Regions from separate parts of the Mus musculus genome. Here regions 2, 3, 4 and 5 are each linked to region 1. Evidence: chromatin contacts called from public promoter capture Hi-C data. All regions are on one chromosome and are shown on one strand. Each heading gives the region's core, a stretch centred on a gene start, on an enhancer-like site or on the middle of the called end of the contact. The rest is flanking DNA. Distances are from core to core; before and after follow the strand shown. Region 1 holds the start of Tm6sf1 (transmembrane 6 superfamily member 1). Region 2 holds the start of Isg20 (interferon-stimulated protein). Region 3 holds the start of Mfge8 (milk fat globule-EGF factor 8 protein). Region 4 holds the start of Fanci (Fanconi anemia, complementation group I). Region 5 holds the start of Tlnrd1 (talin rod domain containing 1).

Evidence for each region. Promoter capture Hi-C pulls out the DNA fragments that hold promoters and counts their contacts. Capture Hi-C pulls out chosen DNA fragments and counts their contacts.
Region 2: a promoter capture Hi-C map of liver shows a contact between it and region 1, with 6 times the contacts expected there. The contact joins the promoter of Isg20 here to the promoter of Tm6sf1 in region 1. A contact is called at or near these places in 2 of 39 promoter capture datasets (both in liver) and 1 of 9 other capture datasets (liver).
Region 3: a promoter capture Hi-C map of pre-B cells shows a contact between it and region 1, with 3 times the contacts expected there. The contact joins the promoter of Mfge8 here to the promoter of Tm6sf1 in region 1. A contact is called at or near these places in 2 of 39 promoter capture datasets (liver and pre-B cells) and 1 of 9 other capture datasets (liver).
Region 4: a promoter capture Hi-C map of liver shows a contact between it and region 1, with 3 times the contacts expected there. The contact joins the promoter of Fanci here to the promoter of Tm6sf1 in region 1. A contact is called at or near these places in 2 of 39 promoter capture datasets (liver and pre-B cells).
Region 5: a promoter capture Hi-C map of liver shows a contact between it and region 1, with 2.4 times the contacts expected there. The contact joins the promoter of Tlnrd1 here to the promoter of Tm6sf1 in region 1. A contact is called at or near these places in 2 of 39 promoter capture datasets (liver and pre-B cells), 2 of 115 datasets of contacts at active chromatin or transcription factors (astrocytes and extraembryonic endoderm stem cells) and 2 of 9 other capture datasets (adipose tissue and liver).

Annotation. Positions count from the first base shown.
Region 1 is chr7:81,857,627-81,860,407 of GRCm38.p6, reverse strand. It overlaps Tm6sf1 (transmembrane 6 superfamily member 1), which reads right to left and starts at 1,407. Exons shown (of 10, transcript NM_145375.4): 1 at 868-1,407. The coding sequence starts at 959.
Region 2 is chr7:78,912,328-78,915,108 of GRCm38.p6, reverse strand. It overlaps Isg20 (interferon-stimulated protein), which reads right to left and starts at 1,344. Exons shown (of 4, transcript NM_020583.5): 1 at 1,067-1,344; 2 at 535-787. The coding sequence starts at 762.
Region 3 is chr7:79,147,707-79,150,487 of GRCm38.p6, reverse strand. It overlaps Mfge8 (milk fat globule-EGF factor 8 protein), which reads left to right and starts at 1,428. Exons shown (of 9, transcript NM_001045489.1): 1 at 1,428-1,593. The coding sequence starts at 1,521.
Region 4 is chr7:79,390,922-79,393,702 of GRCm38.p6, reverse strand. It overlaps Fanci (Fanconi anemia, complementation group I), which reads right to left and starts at 1,365. Exons shown (of 38, transcript NM_145946.2): 1 at 1,312-1,365. It also overlaps a transcript of Rlbp1 not described here.
Region 5 is chr7:83,882,886-83,885,666 of GRCm38.p6, reverse strand. It overlaps Tlnrd1 (talin rod domain containing 1), which reads left to right and starts at 1,326. Exons shown (of 1, transcript NM_030705.4): 1 at 1,326-2,781. The coding sequence starts at 2,446. It also overlaps a transcript of Mesd not described here.

The sequences.
Region 1 (2,781 bases), core at 158-2,657:
TGAGGTGACCTCAGCAGTGAGAGAAAACCATTGACTGTGTGCATACTCCGCTAGCAGTCTGGAGGTCTGGCACGGGCTGCAGGGTATAGATTGATGCAATTTCCTTAGCACCAACTGCTATGAAAAGCACAGCCAGTTACTTCCTCCTCCAGCAGCCCACAATCAACTTCAGCAGGGCCACCGCTGGCGCCTTTCCACTGACCACCCAGGCCTTCGGCTGCCCATGGGGGCTCGTCAGTCAGTGATCCCTTTAGAGAAGTGAAAGCCAAGACTGGGACCCAGAGCCCTTACAGAATTCGTCGGTTCCTTAGCATTAAACTGATCACTGAACCTTTGCTCCTGGCCAGCATCGAACCTCTATCCCTTTCACAGCGCCCTTGCACAAAGTTCCCACAAGATCCTTGAGGTGCAAAGACAGACCAGAACACTAAAGCCAGGTCACCCTGTTAGTAGCAAAGGCTCAGAAAACCATGGTTATTTCTGTTAGCCGCTCACAACAGTTTCTAAAATTATAAAATGGTAAGTATGTGAAAGTCCATACAAGGAAAGCGTTCCTTTCAAATAAGGCGGTTCGTGCCTTCCGTGTTGCTCTGCACCCCTCTAGTGTCTGAGAGCCTCGGAGGCAGGGGCATTTCGGTATTGACCTTGGTAATATCAGCTACCCACCCAGTACTGGCAAAGAGCAGGCGCCCAGCTCTCAGACCTTGAACTGCCCTAGCCCAGTTTGAGGACCTAGGGCCGGGTGACCCTGGTGCCTCCCTCATGCTGCGGGCGTGGCGTTTCTGGAAGCTACCCAGTCCCAAAGCCGCGGTCCCAAACCCGCGGAAAAGTTGCGGGCTCTTGTCTACCCCGCGCGCGCTCACTCACTCGTGCTGGGCCGCCAGGTGGTTGAAGATGTAGGTGACCGGGATGGCTGAGAGGGACAGCACAAAAACCCCCGTGGCCGCAGAGGCACTCATTGCCACCTCCGGGTCGCTCTTCTTTCACCGCATCGCGCCGGGGGTCCCCTGGCTCAGCTTCCGGCGGCGCCGCGCCCCTCGCCGCTGCCCTTCCAGGCGGCCCCCGGCCGCGTCTCCTCTGCGCGTCCCCGTCGCCCGTAGCTGCCCGGCGCGCACAGAGAGAGGCACCACCCGGGTGCTCTAGGGCCGCTGTACGATCCCCAGAGGCGTCCCCACCAGGCTCCTGCTAACGAACGCAAGGGCTCAGCAGCCACCGCGAGGAGACAAGCGCCCCAGGACGCTTGCTTTAATGGGAAAAGGAAGGGCCCGGCGAAGGACGCGGGTCACAGATGGGAGCTGGGCATCCTCGAGCTGGAACGGAGCTGGGCTGAGCCAAGGGCCAGCAGAGGGTGGAGCCAGATCTGAGGGTGTCAGAGCCCGCAGGCCCGCGAGATCGGCTCAGAGACCTGTGGGGACAGATGCTCCTGGAACAACACTGTGCCGCCCTCCCACCCCACCCCCCGCGCGCACCCCTTCCCTACACACAGCTGCCATCAACGTCCGCAACCAATGTTCCAGTGCCAAGTGGAAATATTTGTTTTCCACCTTGGTTGCTCACTCACCGCCCCTTGACCTTGATCAAGTTACTGAAACATTCTGTATCATTTCTCTGTGAAATGGGAATAACCTGCTCCCTCGTATGATTGTGGAAATCGACCGAGTTAACAAGCGTGGAGTGCTTGCCCTGCACTGCTCAGCACACTGGTCTGTCTCCTGCTCCCTTTCTTTTTTTGTAGCAGAACTGACCCTCAGAGGAATGCCCTGATGTAAGACACTGAGGCAGCGTTCATTCCTTGCCTGGAGTGTTTTTGGAGGCCAGGTTACCACCGGCTAGCCTGGCAGGTCCTGAAGATTAGGGCTCTTCGTGGAATATTCCCAGACGTCTGGGTGTAGAGCATGAGAGTGCCGCCCAAAGAGCTGCTTGAGCAGGGTGTGCTCAGGAAGCCCCCTGGGCCTGAGTCCTGTTGGTATGGCCCCAGGGAAGGGAAAAGAAGTGGGCTCCGGAGCAACAGTGGGGGCAGCAGAGTGCGCGCCTTCCTGTCTTTAGGTCAGAGGCTTACAGGTCATTTGGCTCATTTTCAATGTGAGGAAAATGAACCTGCACCAGGACAGTCGGTTGTTCCAAAGCCAGCTCTCCTACTATCTGCCCTCCCTTTTCTTGAAAACTCAGCCAACAATGGGCACAAAAGGGTAAAGACTGTCCAAACGGCAGCATCTCGCAAAGCTTCTCCCAGAAGTCTCAGTGGGAACCTGGACATCGCTCACGATCTTCCATGATCGCTCCTTGCCTTTACCACCTCCTTCATTCCCCAAAGCGCCTTCTCTCCTCCAGGCCATCTCCTAGGCCAGTTTCCCAGCCAGTCCAACCTCCTCCACATCCCACACCGAGCTGCTTTAGCCGTCTGCGTGTATCCTGAGTCTCTCGGGCTGCTCTGAATCTTTCTTGTCTACCTAGACACTTGCTGCATATCATTTCTATTCCTTCTCATCCATGCTTGGGCTTTTTTAAAATTCAGAATCATATTTATGGAAATAACTTAATAGAGGCTGGGGGTGTAGTTGATCGTGCTTGCTTTGTGTGCACAAATCTTAAGGCTCTGTCCTCGTGCACTTCATGAACTGACTTTGATGGGGGCTCATCTGAAATCCCAGCACTAAGAGATGGAGGCAGAGGGAGTCCCTGGTTCAAGGTCATCCTTAGCTACCCAGCAAGTCTGAGGCCGACCTGGGATATATGAGATTCTGTCTCAACTAACAAAAAGGTACCGGGAAATGCCACAGA
Region 2 (2,781 bases), core at 95-2,594, 2.9 Mb after region 1:
CACAGCGGATGAGCAAGCCTGATCTATCTGGCGGCCCAGTGGGAGGATGGGCAGCCCTTAGAGTGCTCAGCTCCGTGTCCTACATGTCTGGAAGACATGGACACAAGGTTAAAGGGTAAGAACCTCGGGCCTCAGTGGCCCAGAGCACGCAGTCTGGGAACACAGTCTCCTTCAGCCCAGGAGCCTCTGGCCTCTGAGTCAGAGCCAGCTCAGCCTCAGAACCTCATTTCACAGGCTCACCAGAGCAGTGCGATGTAGAAGAGAAGGAACATCAGGTGGGACTCAATGTCCCCATCATAAGACCGGAAAGTTGGACCAGAAAGATGCCCTGAAAACAGCTGCAGATGGGAGCCTAAGATTCTCTGGTGGTGGGGAGACTAACTTAGTTGAGGGCTGTGATAGGGAGACCCAGAGTCCTTCCCTCCCTCAAATATGTGAGAAATTCCTCATGGGAGAGTCACAGACCACAGACCCTAGGAAGGAGCTGAGGTGGAAGGACAAATGTGCCTCGACTCCTGCTCCTTCTTCACTTACCTCTAGCCTGGCTTCACCAAATGGCGTGGCCCTCACCATGTGCTGAGGCGTGACCCCGCTGACTTGGGTTCTGTAGTCCGTGATCTCTCCCTCGGGTCGGATGTACTTGTCATACAGGACTGCGCCATGGATGTTCACAATGCTGCAGCGGGCGAGGCCACTCACCCTTTGAGGCCCAAGCCCCACCATCTCACAGTCCATGGCCACCACCTCTGGGATGCCTGCCATGCTCCTTGGCGACCCTCAGAAAGCCCTGGAGGATGGGGAGGTGGGGGGTGGGGGAGAGCCAGGCTGTCAGTCAAGAACCAACAGCCCTCCAGGCATCCTGGGCCACCACCCTGCCAAACTACACCCTGAGCCCTGCCCATTATCTCCAGTGCCACCTGGCAACAGAAGCTGGCCTCTTGCCAGCCTTCAGCTTCTGTGTGCTATAGGTCCCAGAGCTTGCTGGTCCTGTCTGGCTGTCCCACCTCGAAGCCCCCTCCCATTGCCTCCCAGTTTGGGCAGCTATGTGGTTGGTACCTGCTCTCACCTGTCTCAGTGCCCTGGGTTCTCTTCTGCCCCTCTGTTTCCACTTCTCGGCTACTTCAGTCACTTTGGGAAGTGACTCATCTCTAACGGGGAGCCTGCCTGTTTTAGTTTCAGTTTCTGGTTCATTATCAAGGGAAGTTGAGGAGTGGGGGCAGGCCTTGTAGCCTGGGCTGTTCCATCTCCTCAAGGCTGGCCAGGTAAGGGGGCTGGCAGGTTGAGTCAGGGCTGGTGGCCGCGTCAGGCTGTCCCTCCTCTGGCCCTGCCCTACTCCTCCCTTTCGGATGACGTGTCTGACGTGGACGGAGTGGATTGCAACATCTTTCTTTGCTTTTCTCACCCTCCACCCAGAGAATAAACATCTCCGGGATTGGAGCCTGGGGAAGGTCCCACAACTTCTGGGACCTGCTGTCAGTGTGCTACCCTGGGAGGTTTTCTGAGGACAGAGCAAGCAGTTCTTGAGATGCTGGTACCATTAACTGGGAAGGGCAGCAAGGGGTTGGGGGAGGAGGAGGGTCTAGTCCTTGGTGCCTCATTGGGCAGAGACTCTACCTGGGAGAGTTGACAAACAGCAGCAGACCTTTAGAGGGCCTCAAGCCAGGCTGTTCTTCCTCCTGGGTTCTAGTCTCCTGGGCTGGGACTTAGAATCCTTAGAGTGATACCTATTATTAGGTCCAAAAGGAAAAATTCCAAGAACCCTCCCCAGCCCCCTGAAATAAAGGGCAGGCCCACTGTCTTTGTCCAAAATGACAGTCTGGCCCGCAGCTCAAGCTGGACTATAGGGTTTCTTGTGTATAGCTCAAAGTTCTCACAAAGAGTTCCTCAGAAACCTGTCAGAACAGTTCTGTGGGTCCACATGACAGCCCATGCTAGCCTGCAGACTCCTTCACATGACACATGTTCACATGTACCTGTTCTGCACTGGCCTTCTGACCCCTCTCACCTCCCTGACTCCTCCGCTCTGCTAGCTCCCAGGCCCTTCCACCTCAGCCCCGTCCGTTTTCCTTAAAACCAGCAATATCCCCACTCTACCCCCTGCCGCTCTTACTATTCTCTTCTCTAGCTCCCCACTCCTATTTTCTCTGCTCCTGAGAGATGGTCCTGTCCATGGGCAGGCAGTCTGCTGCTTTTCCTCTCTGCTCTGGACTCTTCTGGATGCCCCTGGCTGGTCTCTCATAGCGACAAGAAAACTCCTCCCCTGAATCATGGAGCCCCTGTTGCTTATTCCTAACACGCAGGGAACGTTCAGTATTCTAATAAACAAACTGAGGTATGCGCGGATCAGAAACAGACTCAGCTTTCTAAGAGGGGAGCGCTTGCAGAACACACCAGAGAGAGAGAGGCCAAAGGAAGAATATATATGGATCTGCATTCGCTTTGCCACTCGGGGAGATAAAACACAGAGGCGCTAGGCTATGTTCCTTTCTCTCCGCTGGGGTGCGGGGCTTGTGGGTCATACCGCTCAGGGGAGAGGAAATGAAACCTAAGATAGGGGCCCCAGTTCATTGTCACTGGGTCGGAAACTGTGGTTCTCAAACTCCTGGGCATGGAAACCCCAAGAGTTGAAGGGATGAGGGTGGGGTGGGGCTAAAAACAGGGAATCCGGCTTAGTTTCAGACCTGCTTCGGAGACTTGAGCACTGCTCTGTAGGACAAAGGCTTGCCCCCCGGGGCGGTCCTTGAAGGAAACAGCCATTGCTTGTCCAAACTGCTTATTCAC
Region 3 (2,781 bases), core at 179-2,678, 2.7 Mb after region 1:
CCACGTGTTGAGATTACAGGCCAGAAGCTTTTAAACAACTTTATCATATTATCATTATTACCATCATTATCATTAGTGTGTATGTGTGTGGTCACACATGTGACACTGGGTGGGTGCGTGGGTCAGAGGTCAGCTTTGTGGACTTGGGCTCTCTGCTTCTGTCTGCCTTCCTGATCGATTTGTGGGGATTGAGTTGAGGTAGCCGCACTCGCTCAGCAAATGCTTTACCCACTGAGCCATTTCTTTAGCCAGATCTATCTATCTTTCTATCTTTCTTTCTTTCTTTCTTTCTTTCTTTCTTTCTTTCTTTCTTTCTTTCTTTCTTTCTTTCCTTCTTTCCTTCTCTCTCTCTCTCTCTCTCTCTCTCTCTCTCTCTCTTTTTGTGATAGAATCTCATTCTGGTGGTTAGGGTAGCTGAAGATTCACCATGTTGTTCAAGCTAGCCTTGGACTTCCTTTAATAATCCAGTGTGCTGGCATTATAGGCTTGAACCACCACAGTGGCCAAAATCCTAAAATATTTCTAATTTGGGACTTTTACACAAGTTTGCCAATTCCTTTTTTTTTTTTTTTTTTTTTTGGCCTTTTCATGGTTTCTAAAGACGTTATGTCATCCTGTAGTGTCATTTTGCACAGATGTCTATCTAATGGAATGGTTGTGCATCTCTAAGCATTACTGCTAGGTCTTAAGGCGTTGATATGTGACATTTTGAAAGACATTACCAAATAAAGAAGCTGAGCTGGCGTATACTCTGTCCAAGGTCCGCGTGCCTCAGCCTGTTTGCCCCACAGCCTCTGCTGTTAACAGCCTGACACTTGCCGATCTGATAAAGGAGGAAACACTGTACTCATTGTAGCCTGAATTTGCTGTTCTCTGATTACAGATAAGAATTAGCATTTAAACTCTAAACAGTTATTTTTAATTAACTAAACAACAAATAATCAATAAACTCACACATTTAGGAAACAGGGTCCCATTCTATAGCCCAGACTAGTCTGGAACTCAATATGGATGGAGCCCACTCTGGGGATCCGATCTGGAACTGTCTGATCCTCCTGATTCAGCTTCCTAACAGTTGGGAGTACAAGCGTGAGCCACCACCACTCCTGGATTATTTTATTTTATTTATCTTTGCTGGGTTGGGGATCGAATCTAGGGTCTCCAGCATGCTTAGGAAAGCACTCCATTATCCAGCCACTTGTTAAAATTCCTCCTGAGCAATTTCCCCCTGTCCAGTCTATTCAGGAAGCCGGGGCCTGGCCTCAGGCTGAGGACTGGCAGCGGCATCAGGGCGTGGCTCGCCGGGAGGCTGAGGCACTGGACCCCCCACTTCAGCCCTCCCTCTTCCCACTGTGGTCTCGGAGCTCCGCCCAGAGTCCGCCCGGGGCTGTACGGGGCGGAGCCCTTGGGCCAGTGGGCGGAGCTGAGGCGCCTGATTTATTCCGGAGTGAGAGGAGCGGACGCAGGAACTCTCGAGTCCCAGCATCAGAGCGCGTGGACCTTTTCCCGCGTCCCGCAGCATGCAGGTCTCCCGTGTGCTGGCCGCGCTGTGCGGCATGCTACTCTGCGCCTCTGGCCTCTTCGCCGCGTCTGGTGAGTCCCTCTGGCCTCGCCCCTGTTCTGCCCGCCGCTCGGAAGTTCTCAGCGACGCCCTCCCTCTACTCCTACTGTTGACAAACTTGAGCAGAGCCTGGAGGGGGACGCTCAGGGGTAGGAGAGGCGAACGTGCCTCTGTGCTCTCTGCCCTGGGGCCTTGGGGCTGTGATAAGTAGCTTTTGCACTGAGTGGTGACCCTGGACACCCGGTGACAGCCTGGCCTCCCCCCCCCCCCGGCCCCCTCAGGGATGTGACTTACACATAACAAAGGAATCCGCTGCGTCGTGCCTCTTTCTTTTTTACCGCGTCTGTAAAGTGAGGCCACCGAACTGTGTCTGCTTTCCAATCCAAACAATTTGGGAGAGTCTAGGACTCTTGTGCGGGTACAACTCAAGCTAACGTTACCTGAAACTCTGTCCTGAACCCGCCTGGTTAGAGAATCCAATGAACTTTTGTGTCCCACTTGTTGGTGTTTGATCAGATAAGGGAAGGAATGACAGAGGGGTCAGTGCGAGAGACTGGCTTGTAGGTGGGGCTGGTCTGGAACTTAGAAAAGGGCTTCCTGCCCCCGGCTGACCTTGGCCAGCTGCTTTATCTCCCCTAACCCTTCTCCTCCTCCTCCTCCTCCTCCTCCTCCTCCTCCTCTGCTCTGAGGTCCCCAGTAGACGTCTGGGCTTCTTGCGGGATGCTGCTGGAGAGAGTTCATCATGAAAAAGCAGTGCCCACGTGGGGCAGCCCCTAAATCCTTTCTCATAGAAACGGGACTGGCGGCGGGACTGGAGTGATCACAGGCAGGAGAGATCACAGCTGTGTTCTGTCGCCCAGCACAGGATCTGACCTCGGGGTTGGAGCTGAAGGCATTGGGTGCCCCAAGCTTCCACGACCTGGAAACTCCTGGTCTGTCCACTCAGCTGGAAAGATGCTTGGGTCTCCTCTGACCCTTTCCACCCCTCCTCTTTGCCCCCCCCCCCCCAACCTGCACCCTGGCCAAATGTTCCTGGAGACACTTCCCAGAGAAGGACCCTGAAATCCCATAGGATTTTTAGAGGAGCTGGCCTCTCCTGGTCTCATATGCAGGTGGCCAGCCTCAGTCCCAACGCCACTGCTTCTGGCCACCTTCCACTTTCTGATTTCCTCTCTGAACCCTTGGTTTGGTTCCTGGTGCAGGTGTAGGGAAGGCTGAAA
Region 4 (2,781 bases), core at 116-2,615, 2.5 Mb after region 1:
ATGTTCTTATGCACGTAACCACCACCCAAGCCGGAGGTCGTGAAAAGGTACACAGAGCTAATTCTGTTTCTGATTTTATCACTCTTCTAAGAACAATAAATTGTTTTCTGTCCTTCAAATCCCCAACACCCTTATAAACGATTTCTCATCTGAAACAAAGATACCCATCCTTGCTCTCAATTTCTACAAAGTCTTCAGACCTCGGCTCAACTCACTCTCTCTCAGATGCTCCGGTGTTACCTCCTCTACAAACACCAGTGAAATTCCTTCCACAATGTCACTAACTTTTTAAACAATTTTATTTGATGTATGAGTGCTCTGCTGCATATACATCCCCCTGCCTGAAGAGGGCATCAGATCCTCCTATAGATGGTTGTGAGCCACCAGGTGGTTGTCGGGAATTGAACTCAGGACCTCTGGAAGAACAGTCAATGCTCTTAACTGCTGGGACATCTCACCAGCCCCCCTCCCTCCCCCGGCAAGTTCTAATATTACATTTTAAATTAATGGCTAGGTCCCCCACTGGTCTACAGTTCCATGAGTATTTCCAGTTTGGTTTATCGTTATCTTGAGCACAGTAACAAGCTTATATTAAGGACATAAGAAATATCTGATGTGGGCCAGAGGGCGTAACTCTGCCGGTAGAACTGCCTAGCAGGCCTGCCGCCCTGGGCTGGATGACGTCATAACCCTAGACTTGTATACACCTAGCATGTTGATGCTCTCCTGTAATCCCAGCACTCAGGTGGAAACATGACCAGGCACACTCTGTAGCCAATATAAGACACTGACTCAAAAACAAAACTAAAAGGAAACAGAAACTATAAAATAAGGCAGCTAATGTAGATTTTACTACCTTAACTTCTATATACGGTGCCGAAAATATACTAAGTGCTTATAGTGGTGGCTGGGTGATTGCTTTGTATATTAAAATAAACGCTATGTAAATGGAGAAATTAAATAAAACATCTGGTGGGGTCGTTAGCTTTTGGAGCTCCGTTCTGCTCGACAGTGCACGTCTTGAGTATCCTGCCTATCCTATGCGAAGTCAATGGCCTCTCTTCCCACTGGCACTGGGCTCCACGCGCGAAACCCGGCTGCGGGACCCTCCAGAAGCAGGCGCTGACACTGCAGGGCAGGGCCAATAGGGAGGGCAGAACGGAGCGAGCCTCGCAAAAACCCGCCAAAGCTGATGTCCCCGACCCCTGCGCAGAAACCAGGCACGGCGGGACGCCACGTCGCAAGGGGACCCTGCCTGTCCTCACCGTCCCACTTCCTCCCTCCTTGTAAGCACAGACCCTGAACAGTCACCTCAACCTCAGCTCGGGATCCTTCCAAAATTCCCGCTCTACTCCACGCAGCCGCACTTCCGTTGCCCAGAGCAACAGGTCCCGCCCCCGAGGTGCACTTCCGACTTCCTAACTCTGTAGGGCGTACCATTTTAGATGACAAAGTGGGGGAATCTTTGCGGAGATGATGGCCCAAATTCGCGGGAGAGGGAGGTGCAACCGGCTCACACGCTTTGGGGGGAACCTCAGAGTAGCATGCGCGTTATGGTATGGCCGGGTTAAGCTTTCTTAGAGCTCTGTAGTTGAAGTCAGTGCAGAAGAGATTGAACCAATTGATGGAGGGTCAGGTCTTTTGCATCGGAAGCACCTCGCGCGCGCCCGCATGAGTGAGTGAGTGAGTGAGTGAGTGAGTGAGTGAGTGAGTGAGTGAGTGAGTGAGTGAGTGAGTGAGTGAGAGTGAGTGTGAGTGTGAGTGTGTGTGTCCGTCCGTCCCAGAAGCAGTGAATGTTCAATACATTCGTAAATAACCACCTGAGTGCACCGTCAAGATCAATGAAGCAGTGGACCGAAATTCTACTTTAGATTGAGGGTGCAGCTTGTGCACAGTGCCCAGAATCAACAAGCTCCTGGCTAGCTAAGCATGTGAAGGTGCTTAGGATGGTAGAGGAGAAGCAGAGGCATTACTATTTAGTGAAGCAAAGGATTCCTCTCGGGAATCACTCTTCTACATTTAGGTCTCCACACTGAAATATGAGAAGTTGTTAAAAACCAGCAGCTGAGGGTGAGGGCGATCCCTGAGGGGAATCCTTTACTTCACTAAAGAAACAGATGGCTTCATCCCATCTTCCCACAAAACCTTCCTTCCAAACTCCTTCTAGTTCCAAACTCCTTCTAGGACTGCACCATTCAGCTGTAAATCTGTTAACAATCTATACAGATTAAATAAGCATTCCATGTGTGCATCTAATAACACTTATTAAATTGTTTGTATGAATGTCTACCCCGATACATGAATAACATAGTACCTGTTTTTAATTTATTTTATTTATTAATTTTTGGTTTTTGTTTTGTTTTGAGACAGGGTTTCTCTGTATATCCCTAGCTGTCCTGGAATTCAATTTGTAGATCAGACTGGCCTCGAACTCAGAAATCCACCTGCCACTGCCTCCCAATGGTGGGTTTAAAGGCATGTGCCACCATTGCCTGGCTACCTGTTTTTTTATTAACATTAACTTTTTTTTGTTGTTGTTGTTTTTTTTTTTTTTTGGTTTTTTGAGACAGGGTTTCTCTGTATAGCTCTGGTTGTCCTGGAACTCACTTTGTAGACCAGGCTGGCCTCGAACTCAGAAATCCGCCTGCCTCTGCCTCCCGAGTGCTGGGATTAAAGGCGTGCGCCACCACGCCCGGCAACATTAACTTTTTGCTTATGTTTTCTTAGTCAGGATCCCACTTAGCCCAGGCTGGGTTTTAACTTGCGACATAACTGTGATTG
Region 5 (2,781 bases), core at 77-2,576, 2.0 Mb before region 1:
TTGACTCATAATTTATTCTGTAAACTATTGGGGTTTGGACGATAAATTTGAGGCCATCCAACTTATAAATAACACTTATAACTGGCTTAAAAATGTAGGACGTGGAGGTCCTACGAAGAGACAGAAGAACAAACATTTCCATTGGCTGAGCACACACTGGCAGTGCTGGGCACCAGCAGAAGACTTCAGGGCTCTTGAGAGAGTGCTTTACTGGGAGGAGGCCCAGGTGTTCCAGGAGTTTCTGGCAGACAAGGTCTGCACAAAGAAAGGGAGTGGGTGTGGCCAGTGGGTTTAGGGGACCTTCTCTTTTAGCCACTGCTGTTGTTAAGAGCCTAGGGAGTCACTTAGTCCACCTGGCCACAAAGCCCTATGGCACAGGCCTACAATCACCAACTACAGACCCTGAAGGAGGATCGCCAGAAGTTCAAAGCCTGTCTGCACAGTTAAATTAATAAATAAAAAGTACAGTAGCTCAAGGTCCTCCGTTTAATTCCTCGTTACAGGGCGGGGAGCCATCTGGGCCACCAGTTTCCCAGCCTGTAACCCAGAGATAACAGTGTTTACCTCCAGAGACTGGCTCTTTACTTAACAATGGTTGCTATTATTCCATTATATAGATGGAGTCAGGAAAGGGCGAACTGCTGATCAAGGCACATTGGAATTCTAGCCAGCTGGAACCGAGGTCACCATACACTACCTGACTACAGTAACTTGGGAGAGAAAACTTGCCCAAGGTCACACAACTCCTAAACGGCTGGGGGGGGGGGGGGTAAGACCAACCTCAGGGAGGGTCTATCACTGAGTCAAACAAGCTGTGGGGACTCAAGCGTGATCAGAGCTCCTTTTCACTGTTTCACGGAAACCCACCCACAGGAGAGGGTCCAACACAACAAAGGGCGGAGGAGGGCTTGCAAAAGTCATCGAATCTCAGAGGTGACTGGAATCCGGAGGCGGTGGGGAGATCCCGGGAGTAATGAGTGGCATCCTCCCCAAGCAAGCAAAACAGATCACCTTTTACACTAGCTCCCTCGGCAGGGAGGAAGCATCGAGTCCTGGGGCATGCTGAGAGCTTACGTAAGGCCACTAGCGGCTGCGCCCCGGTGTCCCCAGGGTATACACAGCGCCTGGGCGCGGAGCGAGGGCGGGCCTTCCCCACCACACACGCTTCCCAGCCTCTCCGGATGCAGGGACCACCGGCCCCAGGGCCGCAGCGTCGGGGCTGGGCGCGGCGTCCTCCCACGGCCCCCAGCTTCCCGGGGGAGGAGCAGCGCATCGCGCAAGCATCCGGGATCGGCGGAGGGGGCGGGAGGAAGGGCGAGAGGAGGAAGCGGGATTTAAACGAAAGGCGGTGACGCCACACAAAAGATTCCTATAGGCTCCGGGGAGGTTACGGCCGAGGTGGCGGCGGCGAGCCGGGGGCGAGGCGGACGCCAGGAGGCGAAAACTGCAACCGTGCGCGGGCAGGCGGGTGTCCCCTGGCCTGCGGTCTCCTCCCTTCCTTTCAGTTGCTCGGAGGTCGCTCGGAAGTTGCTGGTTGACAAACATGGCAGGAGTCCGGGCCCGGGTCGGCCTCCGCGACGCCGCGCTCACCTTCTGAGCCGACCACCCTGGGGCGTCGGATGCGCGGGGCCCGCGGGCTCTGCGGGGAAACACAGATGGAATCTCCACGACAGCCGGTCGCCGGCCGCAGGCCATTCAGGAGGGGAGGGCGTGCCGCCGCGGCGCCGGGCCGCGCACTCTGAACCGCCAGGCGGGAAGGCGCGGCCGCCCAGCACCCTGCGTTGCAGCCTCCCGCCCGACTGACTCCGCGCGGCCGCCACAGAGCCAGCCACGCCCTCGGCCCAGTGGCCGCCCAGCGCCCTAAGAGCCGGAGCAGGAGATGCGGCCGCGCGCCCCCGGGCGTCAGCTCCGGCCGCCGTCGCCAGCCTGTACCGTCTGGCGGGGTCGCCGCCCCTGAAGCCCACGTGCGCTGCTGAGCCGGATAGCCGCAGCGCAGCGGCTGACAGCAAAGCCTGCCGGGGCCGCCGCCCGCGCTCCTCTAGGAGCAGAGGATTTTGATTTCAAAGGAAGGAAGGAAGGAAGGACAACTCCCAGCCTCCCCGTCCCGCCCTCTCCGCTCCGGCGGCCCGGCCGGCCATGCCCAGGAAGGTGGCGACAGCCCGGCAGCGGGGACTTTTCTGGTAGGCTAGTGAAGAGGGGCGCGGACTAGGAGTCTGCCGTGCCCCGGCTCACGGTTCCCGCGAGCTACACAGCGCCCCGAAGAGCTTGCCGCGGGCTTGGGCCCGCCCTGCGACGCCCGGCCACCGGCCGCCGCCACCCGGATCTCTGTGCCCGCCGCGGTGGGTGGCATGATGGTGCGCGGAAGGCAGCGCGGCCCTGGCCAGCTGAGTCGCGGCGGCGGTGGTAGCGGGCTCCCCAGCGGCATGCCAGTGCCCCCTGGGCGCGATGGCTAGCGGCAGCGCCGGGAAGCCCACTGGCGAGGCGGCTTCTCCGGCTCCTGGGAGCGCCGTCGGCGGGGCCAGCTCGCAGCCGCGGAAGAGGCTGGTATCTATCTGTGATCACTGCAAGGGCAAGATGCAGCTGGTGGCCGACCTGCTGCTGCTGTCTAGCGAGGCGCGGCCGGTGCTCTTCGAAGGCCCCGCCTCCCCTGGCGCTGGTGCGGAGTCCTTCGAGCAGTGCCGGGACACCATCATCGCGCGCACTAAGGGGCTGTCCATCCTCACCCACGACGTGCAGAGCCAGCTCAACATGGGCCGCTTCGGAGAGGCGGGAGACAGTCTT